Regions from separate parts of the Oryctolagus cuniculus genome. Here region 1 is linked to region 2. The links are chromatin contacts, called in public Hi-C maps. All regions are on one chromosome and are shown on one strand. Each heading gives the region's core, a stretch centred on a gene start, on an enhancer-like site or on the middle of the called end of the contact. The rest is flanking DNA. Distances are from core to core; before and after follow the strand shown. Region 1 holds the start of KLF6 (KLF transcription factor 6). Region 2 has its middle 140 kb from the start of KLF6.

Evidence for each region. A called contact is a pair of places that touch in the nucleus more often than the background predicts.
Region 1: a contact with region 2 is called in a Hi-C map of an unstated tissue, with 2.2 times the contacts expected there. The contact joins the promoter of KLF6 here to the enhancer-like site in region 2. A contact is called at or near these places in 2 of 6 Hi-C or Micro-C datasets (psoas muscle and an unstated tissue).

What each region holds. Positions count from the first base shown.
Region 1 is chr13:92,832,226-92,838,853 of mOryCun1.1, reverse strand. It overlaps KLF6 (KLF transcription factor 6), which reads right to left and starts at 2,339. Exons shown (of 4, transcript XM_002720810.5): 1 at 1,957-2,339. The coding sequence starts at 2,160.
Region 2 is chr13:92,689,154-92,695,425 of mOryCun1.1, reverse strand. No RefSeq gene overlaps it. Among named protein-coding and RNA genes, the nearest start is that of KLF6, 140 kb to the left of the region's middle. Within about 2 kb of position 2,320, at least 4 of the 8 cell types and tissues checked have an H3K27ac peak or open chromatin away from gene starts, as enhancers often do.

The DNA of each region.
Region 1 (6,628 bases), core at 1,090-3,589, 140 kb before region 2:
CAATGAACAAGAACTTTATCTACTGGCCAAGAGTACAACTGTATGAGTCATCACTCCTATTTCTTTCACGCAATGCCAAAGGAGACTTCCTTTTGAAATTCTGACCAGCAGCCAAATAAGGACCCGGTTCAAATATACATGCAGTGTGTCATGGACAGGGTGCCCCTCCCCAGCCCCACAACCAACCTTTCAAGAAGCTACAACTGCCGAGATCAGCATCCCCTCTCCCCACCATTTCAAACTTTCTAGCCACTGGAAAAGAAAAATGGTAGGAAACATTTTAGGATTAAATGATGTCTGCCCTGATACTCACTAGGATCAGTTGCCTGCATGCCCATATAAGGCTGGCTGTACTACTGGCAATTCCACACACTGAAATTGCTACACCAAGCTGCTCTTTTCAACAAATCATTTGCAGGGCGCGCACCGTCCTGAGCACAGGCTACCCAAGGGGTTCATGCTTACTTAGCAGTGTGCCTTCTATTGTAATATATGCACATCCTGCCCCCTCCCCACAGACTCATCAAAACAGCAAGCATGAGCAAGCAAAGGGGTAAAATCATTGTTTTCTCTCTCCCCCTAAAATTAGATGTCTGAGTTACAGTGCATACGAGAGTGTTCCAAAGAGAGGCGGCGATGTTATTTTATTGATGTTCCAAAGACACAGGAAAGCACATTTATTGCGATCTTGTTAAACTTTCATAATCTGGCTAATTTAAAATCTCCATTATCCTGATGAGCACCAGGGACCTCAACCAAGCTCTCAGAGAGTTTAAAAGCCTCTGAAGGCCACCAGGAGCCAAGTCTGGCTAGTTGCCCAAATCCCAAATGCCCGAAGGAAACTACTTAGATCAATTTCAATCACGTCCTGTCTTTGAGGAGGAAAAAGGGGGGAGGGGGAGAGGAAGGCAGGAGAGGATCGGGAACAATTAAGCAGGCATCGGAAGGCTGCAACACTTCGCATTTCATCCTTCTTAAAAGCTTTCTAGACTTGGAAACCCACAGAACCTATTTGATCAGCTAATTCACTCTGTGACAAAAAGCAAACAGCTCGTCAGGGCAGAGACACAACACGGGGACCCTCCTGCTATCTTTTTATAGACAATGGGGCAAGTGTTGGAGTCTCTCTCCTCAGGCAATCCGAGGTTTTTAGAAGGAGAAAAAAAAAATTAAGTTTCTAAAATTCCCAATGCCCCACATTCCAGTTCCAGTAAAATGCCGGAAACAGGGGTTCTTCTTCCCAAACTAAGACTTGAGGCAATTAGGAAGGGCTGCCTGTCATATGACTGACAAGTCACTGGTGTGTGCAAACAGTTTTTTTTTTTTTTCCTGGTCAACAAGAGAAGCAAGTAAGAAAAATAAGACAGAGCTAGGTTCATGTTAAGAATTCCAAACAAGGAAAACAAATGGGAAATGCCCTAGATCTATGTTTCGTTGTCAAAAATGTTAAGATTAAAAAAAAAAAAAGCTGTATGGATACACACCAAACAGCAAAACAAAAACAAAATCTTAAAAAAAAAATGCCTTGGCAGTCCGTGCGAGTGCGTTCATATGACAACGTCCAGCTGTGGAGTTTGGACCCGGTACAAACGCCAGACTCGTGCCAAGGGCTCGGGCCGGGATCAGGCCGAGGAGTTCGGGTTTCCCCCGGGGTGGATGCTCCAGACGCTCGGGTGGCAGGGAAAAAACACGCCGGGCACCGCGGAGCCGGGCTCGCTCGGCTCGGCTGTCAACTCCGCGGCGCGCTGCAGAGCGACCCCCGAGCGTGCCGAAGGGCGCTCCGAGATCAGGATTTCCATGTTTTTTTGTTTTTGTTTTTTTTTTTTTTAAATGACTCGAACCACAGCAATCATCCTCATCCAAAGCTGCACCTCCGAGCACACACCACCCTGCCTGGCGCCTCCACGCACTCCCTCCTCGGCGCCCTGGACACGTGAGAAAAAAATCCCTATTTACCTGTTGCCAATATTCCTCCAGGGACGGGAGAGCCGAGAAGTAGCCCGTTTCGTGCACAATCTGGAGTTCCTGGAAGATACTGCACATTGGGAGCACATCCATGTCGGGTTGGAAAAGACAGTCCCCGCTGTCGGGAACACGGGGAGGTGTGCGTTCTGGAGTCGGAGCCGAAACTCTCCCCGCCAGGGCAGGTGAAAGTTTCATGCAAACTCAATCAGACGCCCCGGTCCGGACCCTCCCGCAGCCCGCAGCGCGCGCGCGGAGCCCACACAATATTTGCAAACACCGGACTGACTGCAAACGTAACCCCTGCAAAACTTCCCTATTCAAAGCTCCTCTGCCAGCCTCCCCCCTCCTCCCCGGGCTGGCTCCCCCCACTCCCCCTCCCCCCACGTGACTCGCCGCGCGCCCGCCCCGCGCGCTGCCCAATCCGGTCGCGCCCGGTCCGAGGGCCGCGCGCAGATGATGTCAGCTCCGGCCAATGGCGAGCGACATCGCGCAGCGGCCCCGCCTGGCGTGACCGAGCCTCTCCATCACAGCCCTCCTCATTGGCTCAATTCGAACTCTGCCCTCTCTGATTGGAAGGCGGCCTCGCAGGCTATTTTTAGCAGGGTATATAAGACGCGGGCCGTCGCGCGCCGGAGGAGTCGGTGCTGGGAGGTGCGCGGCCGAGCGCCGTCGTCGGCCGGCGGTCGGGGAAGCCGGGCTGAGGGAGCCGCTTTGGGGGGAACCGTGCCGGACTGCGCCCGCCCGGGCCCCTGCGTATCCGTCGGTGTGACCCTAGCCGGGCCCGGCCGGGTCCGGCAAAGCACCCTACGCAAGCTTGCTCCCTGGCGGCCGCTCCGTCCGTCTTTGTCCCACTCAGCTGCGTCCGGTTCCCCTCCGTTCTCACACCCGCGGCGTCCCACGCGGTCCCTTTCGCGCTGGTGCTCCGTCCCCCTCCCTGTGCAGCGCGCGGGGCCGCGCTGGCCTCCGCGGGCTGTCCCTGTCTCCCCCGGGGTCCCGGCTTCCGGCCCGTCCCTCTGTGCGTCCCGCTCCGCAGGACTGCTGCACGGAGCCGGGGAGGGGGCGCGCGGGGCGCAGGTTTGCTGAGGGGACCGCAGGGTCGGCTGGCGGGGACCTGGGGGACGGGTCGTGGGCGACCCTCCACCCCCTCCCCCGGGACCCTGCGTGAGGGGAGCCTGGGGCCCGCCCCCACCCGAGGGTCCCTGCGCTGCGCTGCCCACCCTGGGGCCGGCGGCGGGCACCGTCAGGTGCACACATCGGTTGAGCCTGAGGTTCAGGAAAAGGATCGAGGAGCCAGTGCGCTCAGATTCTGTGGAGCGAAGCTTACCTCTGCTTGTTAGAAACGCAGCGTCTAAGGTCTCCAACCCTGCTCGTGTGTTTTCATAAGCCCCCAGTAGTGCCAGCTGAAGTTTGAGGACCAGGCGTGTATAGCTTAAACGTCCTTTTGTTTGTTGTCATACAATAACCCTCATTCTGTGAAAATGCGGTGTTTACTTCTGATTGGAAGAAATCTGTTTATGTTGCAGAAGGCAATCTCAAAGAACCCTCACCAAGGTTAACAACTAGGTTTTCCCACGAATGTGTAAACAATTCAAATTAGGTTGAGACTCTCATTCAGTGTGTGTGTGTGTGTTTAATAAAAATTATCTCCTAAAATACACTGTTATGTTCATCTTAAAGAAAAATTCCAGGAACATGAAGAATAAGCATTTTTAAAATTCAAAACAGAAAACAATTATAACCACTAATTTAGAATAGAGTGTGATTAATACCCTTTTTTAAATATTTCTGAAGAAAGGTGTATGTAAAATAATTTTAGAAGATCTCGTGTATTAAATTTGGGAAGACGAGTGATTTAGGATTATGAGGCTGTAAGATTCCAGAAAGTGAACTGTGTGAGTCAAAAGTTAAGAGAAGTATCTTTATTGTACCTGTTGTGTGTAGTAGATGCAGATGGTCTTGGCCTTTATTCAGCGACAGAGGCAGAACTGGCCCTCCATAGGGACATGTGCCTTGTGTCTATTTCCAGGAACGGAAATGCCTGTGCCTTGACCCATCCACAGCTTGGGCAAAGTCTTCAGTCACCAGCAGCTGGTAGTATGTGGGAAATGGTAATTTGGGGAGAAGGTTTTCTCAAGTTTGTGGTGTTGGTCCTAATATTATTAAAGGAATCAAGAATCAGAGTAAATGAACAACGGAGGGTCAGGCATTCCAGAACAAATAGAGGAGAGTTGGGTGAAGGGAAAAGGTAGCCCCTAAATCAAGGAAGTCGTAGTGGTATCAGTAACTTGCTGTGCAATGCATTTTGGGTGTCAAGGAGAACAAGTGTTTTAAGATGTTTATCGGGGACTGCCAGCTTTGTGGCGTAGCGGGCAAAGCCACTGCCTGTAATACAGGCATCCCATTTAGGCATCGGTTCAAGTCCCAGCTGTTCCATTTCCTGTCTGGGAAAGCACCAGAAGATGGCCAAAGTCTCTGGGACCCTGCACCCATGTGGGAGACCCAGAAGTTGTTCCTGGTCCATGGCTTCAGACTGGACCAGCTCCAGCAACTGCACCCTTTAGGGAGTGAACCAGCAGATGGAAGATTCTCTTTCTCTCTATATCGTTCTCTGTAAACTTTGCCTTTCAAATAAATAAATCATTTAAAAAATAGTTTATCTAACATTCCATCACCATAGAATGCTATAGAATGTAAATTCATCTTTAAAACATGCAGTGCCTGATACTTACAAGATTGTATCATTTATTCTTACAAGCGTGAACACAATTTTAGATGTAATACAGATAAAATGAAAAACCTAATTTTCAGAAAAGAAATCATCAGGTATAAAAACAGGACAAATAGGTAGGCTGAATCCTGCTGTGTCCATTAGCAGCCAGGCCAGGTACTGACACACATAAATTTACAAAATAGGCAGAAGTCTCTACAATGCTTATGAGTGAGGATCAGGCAGGAGACAGTAAAAGTCTTACCACAGGGCAGCCCTGTGGCACAGTGGGTTAAGCCTCTGCCTACCACTCTGGCATCCCATATGAGTGCAGGTTCAAATCCGGGTTGTTCCCCATCCTATCTAACTGCCTGCTAATTTTGCCTAGGAAGGCACCAGAAATGACCCAAGTGCTTGGGCCCCTATGAACCCACATGGGAGACCCTGATGGAATTCAAGGCTTCTGGCTTCTGCCCAGCCCAGCCCTGAATATTGTGGCCATTTAGGGAGTAAACCAGCAGGTGAAAACTAACACTCTCTTTCACTTCCTCCCTCACTGTAAGTCTGCATTTCAAATACATCAATCTTAAAAACAACTAAGGCACTACCACTACTAAACAGCATATAACTCTTCAGTGGGAAAGTATCATTAGCTGTGTTAAAGACAAAAGATATGAATGGGTTCTTTTTTTTTAAAGATTTATTTATTTATTCGAAAGTCAGATTTACACAGAGAGGAGAGAGAGAGAAAGAGAAACACACAGAGAGAGAGAGAGGTCTTCCATCCGATGGTTTACTCCCCAATTGGCCACAATGGCTGGAGTTGCACTGATCTGAAGCCAGGAGCCAGGAGCCAGGAGTTTCTTCCGGGTCTCCCATGAGGATGCAGGGGCCCAAGCACTTGGGCCATCTTCTACTGCTTTCCCAGGCCATAGCAGAGAGCTGCAGCGGAAGTGGAGCAGCTGGGACTCGAACCTGCGCCCATATGGGATGCTGGTGCTTCAGGCCAGTGCATTAACCTGCTGTGCCATAGCGCCAGCCCCGAATGGATTCTGAGTTTTAAAACAGAGCAAGAGCCACAGAAAATCAGAATCATTCACTGAGAGAAAGTGTGGCATGGGATTCTAGCTATCCATGCTACTTTTGACCTTGGTCATATTGCTTAAATCAGAGATTTAAAACTTAAAATTAGGTTGGGGGCAGGCACTGTGGTGCAGGGGGTTAAAGCCCCAGCCTGCAGCACCAGCATTCCATATGGGCACCAGTTCGAATCCTGGCTGCTCCTCTTCCTATCCAGCTCTCTGCTGTGTCCTGGGAACACAGTGGAAGATGGCCTAAGTGCTTGGGCCCCTGTACCCACATGGGAAACCCGGAAGAGGCTCCTGGCTCCTGGCTTCAGATCGGCTCAGGTCTGGCCATTGCAGTCATTTGGGGAGTGAACCAACGGAAAGGAAGACCTTTCTCTCCCTTTCTGTGTCTACCTCTCTTTCAAAGAAATAAAATAATTATTAAAAAATAAAAAAAATTAGTTTGGTTTGATTAGATGAGATAATGTATTAAAATATCCCCTTTCATGACAAATGGTAGAGTTCAATGAATTAAAGTAGTAGTCAATATTTCTCCGTTCCTAAGTTTGTTCTTCATATTTGTTTTCTAATAGTCCTCTGCCTTTTTAACAGAAGGGAGTGCGCAGACAAGAAAATGAAACCAACTTTGCAAATCAGAGACAATGTTGGACCAAGAGCTGTCTAATAACCCTACACAAGCTGATGTCTCTTACCCTGGACTGAAGATTCTGGCTCTCCTGTTCCCATCTCTCCCAGTCACAGAAAGCAAATCCAGTCGGTGGGTTTGGTCCTCAGTTTCTCTGGCAAGTTGCTCATCTATGCCGTCACTTCGCCCTCTGAAGTGTGGGCCCAGGCTCCTTTTTGCTCTCCTGAATGAAACTATTTCCTC
Region 2 (6,272 bases), core at 1,071-3,570:
GGGATTGGGAAGGCTTTTTCACTTTTCAGAACCAGGAAATTGCCAAAGAGGAGAGATTTTACACAATGAGGAAGATCAGAAAGTGTAAAGCAATGGAAGTTTTGTGGCAAGTGCTCCAGACAGGGGAATATGTATGAATGATAATCTTGGGGTGAGGATGGAGACAGAATGGGTTGAGGGGAAAGAGCAGAGAGGATGTGACAAGAGGTCAGAACCAGGTGGGGGTCAGGTGTGACTTAGGCATTTGCTAACTCCTATTTAAAGAATGTTATAAAGCCATTGCAAGGCCGTAAGCAGAGAGTAAAGTGATAGGTTGCTTCTGTAGGATCACGCGGATGATGTGCAGAGTGGATGGTAGGGAAGACAGGAAGCAGGGAGAATACTTAGGAGTGGGTGAACATAGATCAGGAAAACTATGACTGTGACTGGGAAGAAGACGTGAACAGTGCAGGGCAGAGTCAGGATAAATTTAGAGGTAGAGGCTGCTGATTTTGCTGAAGGAGTATAATTATACATGTGCTGAAAGAGAAAAGAGAATCATGGCTAATTTCTTCTAGGCTCCAGGCATTGCATGACATGTGCAGAGGTAGACAGGGTGGCCTTATTTTTTGGTGGAGCTTCTTGCGGGGTCTGATGGGTTAAGTCAGTTGCCCCAGATCACAAATCTTGTAAGTACAAAGGCTGAAAATGAACCCAGAGTTTTCTAATTCTGAAACCTAAGCAACTTCCACTGTCCCACTTCTCCTCCGCGTTCTCTTCACAGTTCCAAGAATTAACACAGCGGTTAGCTTTCTCTTTCATTTCCCAAGAGGTACTATGTAGCACTAAAGAAATAAGAAATGATCCACCGAGTCCCTTTGGAACATGGATCACCAGGCCAGCCCAATTTTCTGTCAAATCTGTGGTTCCCATACTCTGGATTTCAGCACAAAGGATGCACAGTTGCACAACGACAAGGTGGCAAAGGACCGTCGGCGCCACACCTTCAGTGGGAAGTAGAACGAGCTGAAGTTGTACATGCTGTTTTCACAGATGTCATGCTTCAGCCCTTTCTGTTTTTCTCTGAGTCGAAATGACAAACACAAGTATAGTACTCTTCCCCAGTTGTATAATAAGGTTGTGTACTAGAAGTTGGAATAATTTTATAAGCTGTGCTTCCGCCTCAGGGCCGCCCTCCCCATTGGACTGCTCTATTAGCCCCCAAAAAACCCGAAGTCTGTAAGTAGTTGCTTCTGAAGTTTTCCACTTTTTCTAATCATGGTCTCCAAATAGTCCTTTTTCATTGGGAACATGCCAAATAGATAGGGGACAAGCATATAGTATTTCAAAATAACTCATGTGTGTATACTCAATGGCATAAATTTTATTTTACCCTGCAAACATTTTCCCCCAGTCTATTAAAAACAACAAACAGAAGACCGTTCTCTCTGTCTACACTACTTGATATAAATACTTATGAATATAACAGAATCAATTCTAGGCTATATTTGGCTTATGAGTTACAAATAATGCTCCCTAGATCTTTTACTTCTGCTTATGCAAAGAATCATCTCAATTAAATTACTCTGTATGTTTATTAATATTTCTCAATGTGGAGGATGATCTCTCTCTGATGTAAAAACTTATCTATAAATCACGCAATAAACTGGAATTCTAAATGCCATGACATCGCTATGGGAACAATCTTGATATTAGGGTAAACAAATGATGTCAGACTCTCTCTGCAGCTGCAAATGCCAGGGCTCTCCGTTCCTGAAGAAAGTGACATGGATTGTTCCAGAGAGCCACTCGCTTTGAACTGTGTCAGGGGAATCTTTTTAACGTGAATTGCTACCTGGGATTGAACCAAGCTGATCCTTTGGGACCAATAACGACCAAAGGGTGTCATTCCGATAGAATCCTCAGGTGGAAAATTCTTCCACTTGTCAAACGATAGAATTCTATTAATCTGCATCCAGCCTGGCGAAACATACTTTATAAATAGAGGACTAGAGTACTTTTGCCAAGAACAACCATATGAATCTAGCTGCATCTTATTGGAGAAAAAAACAGCAGCTAGAAGTCTATTTGAAAGCATCAACTGAACAACAAGCCTAGGAAAATGATTCCTTCCATAAACAGCGCTTGTTTTTAGAATACAAGCCTATCGGACTTGCCGCATTGTGCTACATCCTACATTCTTTCCTCTCTGACTTATTTTTACTTTCTGTTTGCATTGGCTTGGTTTTATTTCTCCCTAACCCGTCTCTTGAGTCATCCCGATAGGGCTGCGAGAGTGAAAGTCCATTCTGCCCACGCTTCACAGGACTCAATGAGGAGGGTTGTCAAGAGTCACTTGACGTCAAGACTGACTTTTAAATTTGCCAGAAAGGCGTTCTTTGGGGGAGCAGTCAACACCATCACTTTCCCTCTTTAGAGAGCTGCTACTGGCTGTTGGAATTCAAAGCCCACAAATTGAATTTCCAAACTCAATTCAGGACACAGATTTTCTTCTCTCTCCTCTCCTCCCCTCCCCTCCCCTCCCCTCCCCTCTCCTCTCCTCTCCTCTCCTCCCCTCCCCTCCCCTCCCCTCCCCTCTCCTCCCCTCCCCTCTCCTCTCCTCTCCTCTCCTCTCCTCCCCTCCCCTCCCCTCCCCTCCCCTCTCCTCCCCTCCCCTCTCCTCTCCTGTCCTCCCCTCCCCTCCCCTCCCCTCTCCTCCCCTCCCCTCTCCTCCCCTCCCCTCCCCTCTCCTCTCCTCTCCCCTCCTTTCCCCTCCTCTCCCCTCCTCTCTCTTCTCTCCTCTCTCTCTCTCTCTCTCTCCCCCAGCCCATTCCTCATAGAACATATCTTTAACAATAATTTGTTTATTTTTTTGCCCTAACATAGTATATTTACTTACTTGGTGTGTTTGGTTAAGTGTACCTCAGAGTTTTTAAGAGAATATTTCATTTGGAAGTGTATCTTTCACATGTTTACACACTTTTAATTCAGAATGCATGGGATTCTCTAAATTTTCCTCTGGAATTTGTATAATCATCTAATAATACCTTTCCTGATTCCTATTTTCTGAAATGAAGTGACTGGTTACATACTTCCATTTTCCCTTTCTATTTAATAAGATACTCCACTCTTCCTTTTTTTCTTCATTTTTTTTCAGTTTGTCACGGAGTATTTGTTTACCAAATGTTACTTTTCTTGGATCAGTTCTATTTTTGAGGAGTGCAAAAGCAAACAACTGCTTGAAGCTGTCAGACTTCATTTTATTTATGCATGAATAACACAAATAACTTGAAAATGACCTAGCCTGTTTTTCTCAGATTTAGATAGAAAAACTGCTTCCGGGCAATGTTTATGCCAAACTGTCCATGCCAAGTTTCCAATTTCAGTGCCAATGGTTTCTTACAGCCAAGTTGTAAACCTTTGGTAAACATGGCTTATAATGAAAAGTGAAACACAAGCCTGGACCTGGCCCCAGGGGGCTGGATGTAAATTTACTCTAAGAACAAAACTCTTGCAGGAACAGGAGGGGCAACGGGCTAGCTATCAAGTATCCCTTCTGTAATGCAGGGCTGTACAAACGATGATATTTGATTACTGAAATCCCATCAGATGCATTTAGCATTTTATGTATTTCCCTTGCCATTGCTGCTCAGTAGTGCCATACCCAATTCGAAGTGGCTGCCTTATTGTCACACAGTGGCTCTTCCAGAACTTATTCCCCAACTGGGGATGGGGAGGGAGCCTTGGAATTTTGAGGGTTTTTTTTTTTTTTGAGTTATTAAATTTTGGTGATGTGTTCATATGCACTGTTATAAGTACATAGGAGACCTACATATTCTTTTAAAAATCAATTTAAACATATCCAGCCACATCAATATTCTCTGTGTCCTGTGTGTTATTTGTAAAATCTAAAGGAGATCATATCTCTCTTTTATTACATAATAAAACTCATTTCCTTGGAATAAAATTCAGATTTCTCACTGTGCGCATCAAGAACCAGTAGATGCCATTGCCTCTGCCTAAATATTATCTCCTCCCTCTACTTCTCAGTCAAGCTATCAGACCCAAGAGATACCAATACTCTTTTTGTTCCTTCAATGTTTCAAGTTACTTCTCAACTCAGAACTTCTACTGTTTCCCTCTGCTGGGAAAATCCTTTCTTATCTCATATGTGGCTGGCTCCTTCTCTCTGCTCATATCTCATTTCAGATTGTACTTGCTCCAAGAAACATCTCCCAAAGTACTCCATCATCAGTTGCTCACCCCCTGAGCAAGAATAACCAAACCAGATACATCACAATACCTGATTTCAAAGCATACTTCAAAGCTATAGTAATTAAAACAGCTTGGTACTGGCATAAAAACTGACACATAAAGCAATGGAACAGGATAGAAAGCCCAGAAATTAATTAATTAATCTGTGGAAATATAGCCAACTGATTTTTTGACAGAAGTGTCCAGAGCATACATAATCTTCAACAAATGATTCTGGCAAAACTGAAGGTATACATGTAGAAGAATTAAATTCGATCCATACCTCTTACTATACACAAAAATAAACTCAAGATGGATCAAAGATCTAAATATAAGACCTGAGACTGAAGTTGCTGGAAGAAAACCCAGGTGAAACACTCTAAGACATTGGTGTGGGGAGTGATTCTTAGATAAGATCCCTAGAACACAGGCAACAAAAGCAAAACTAAACAAATGACACTATGTACAACTCAGAAGCTTTTCACAGAAAAGGAAATTATCAATAGAGTGAAGAAACATCCAGTAGAATGGGAAAAATATTTACAAATCACCAATGTAAAAGATTAATATCTCCAATATATCACCAACTTAAACTCAGCAACAACAAAACACCAACTAGTCCAGTTGAGGAATGGGTAAAGGACTTCAACAGAAGCTCTCAAAAGAAGAAATACAAATGGCAACAAATATATGAAAACATGTTCAATATCAATAATCATCAAGGGAATGCAAGTCAAAACCACAATGAGGTATCACCTCAGCCCTGTCAGATTGCTAAAATTCAAAACACAGAGAGTAGCAAATGCTGGCCAGGATGTGGAGAATGAGGAACACTTAAACACTGTGGGTGGGAATGTAAATTAGTGCAGCCACTGTGGAAGAGCAGTGTGGAGATTTCTTAGAAAACAAGAAATACACTTGCCGTGTGATCCAGCAATCCCACTACTAGGTCTATAGCCAAAAGTCTGGAATGCAATGTATCAAAGAGATACCTGTGCCACCACGTTTATAGCAGCACTGTTCACAATAGCTAAAATTTGGAACCAACCAAGGTGTCCATAATCAGATGACTAGATAAAGAAACCATGTTATATTTTCACAAAGGAATATTATTTAGCTATGAAAAAGAAAGACAGTCTACCATTTGCAGCAAAACTGACACAACTGTAGAACATCCTGTTGAGGGAAATAAGCCAGATCCAGAAAGTCAAATATCACATGTTCTCCCTTATATGTGCGAGTATGAATATCACATGTTCTCCCTTATATGTGTGAGTTAAAATTTAAGAACCAAACAAAAAAGAGAGAAAAAGAAATGTCTGGATATAATAGTATAGCTGCAAATATAGCTTTGTTAAAATTTATTTTAAACCTTTGTGAAACAAATGGTTAAGAATATTACACTACTATAGTTTTAATGATCTGTGACTACTTTAAAATTCACTGCTAATGGGTGAAATGGTATTTTTTCCATTCAATTATTGTTTATAGCTGTTTTTATTCCCACTAAACTAGGGTCTTTTTGCTTATTCAGTGAAGTATTATACCTTTTTACTGTAATTTAATTTTAAAATAAGTTATCTCAAAAACTAAAAAAAAAAGAAAGAAAGGGGAAGGAAGGAGGGTGGGAGGGAGAAGGGAGGGACAATTGTTAGGGTCTTAGAATTGTATCTACAGGCCGGCGCCGCGGCTCACTAGGCTAATCCTCTGCCTAGCGGTGCCGGCACACCGGGTTCTAGTCCCGGTTGGGGCGCCGGATTCTGTCCCGGTTGCCCCTCTTCCAGGCCAGCTCTCTGCTGTGGCCAGGGAGTGCAGTGGAGGATGGCCCAGGTGCTTGGGCCCTGCACCCCATGGGAGACCAGGAGAAGCACCTGGCTCCTGGCTCCTGCCATTGGATCAGCGCGGTGCGCCGGCCGCAGCACGCTGGCCGCGGCGGCCATTAGAGGGTGAACCAACGGCAAAAGGAAGACCTTTCTCTCTGTCTCTCTCTCTCTCACTGTCCACTCTGCCTGTCAAAAAAAAAAAAAAAAAAAAAAAAA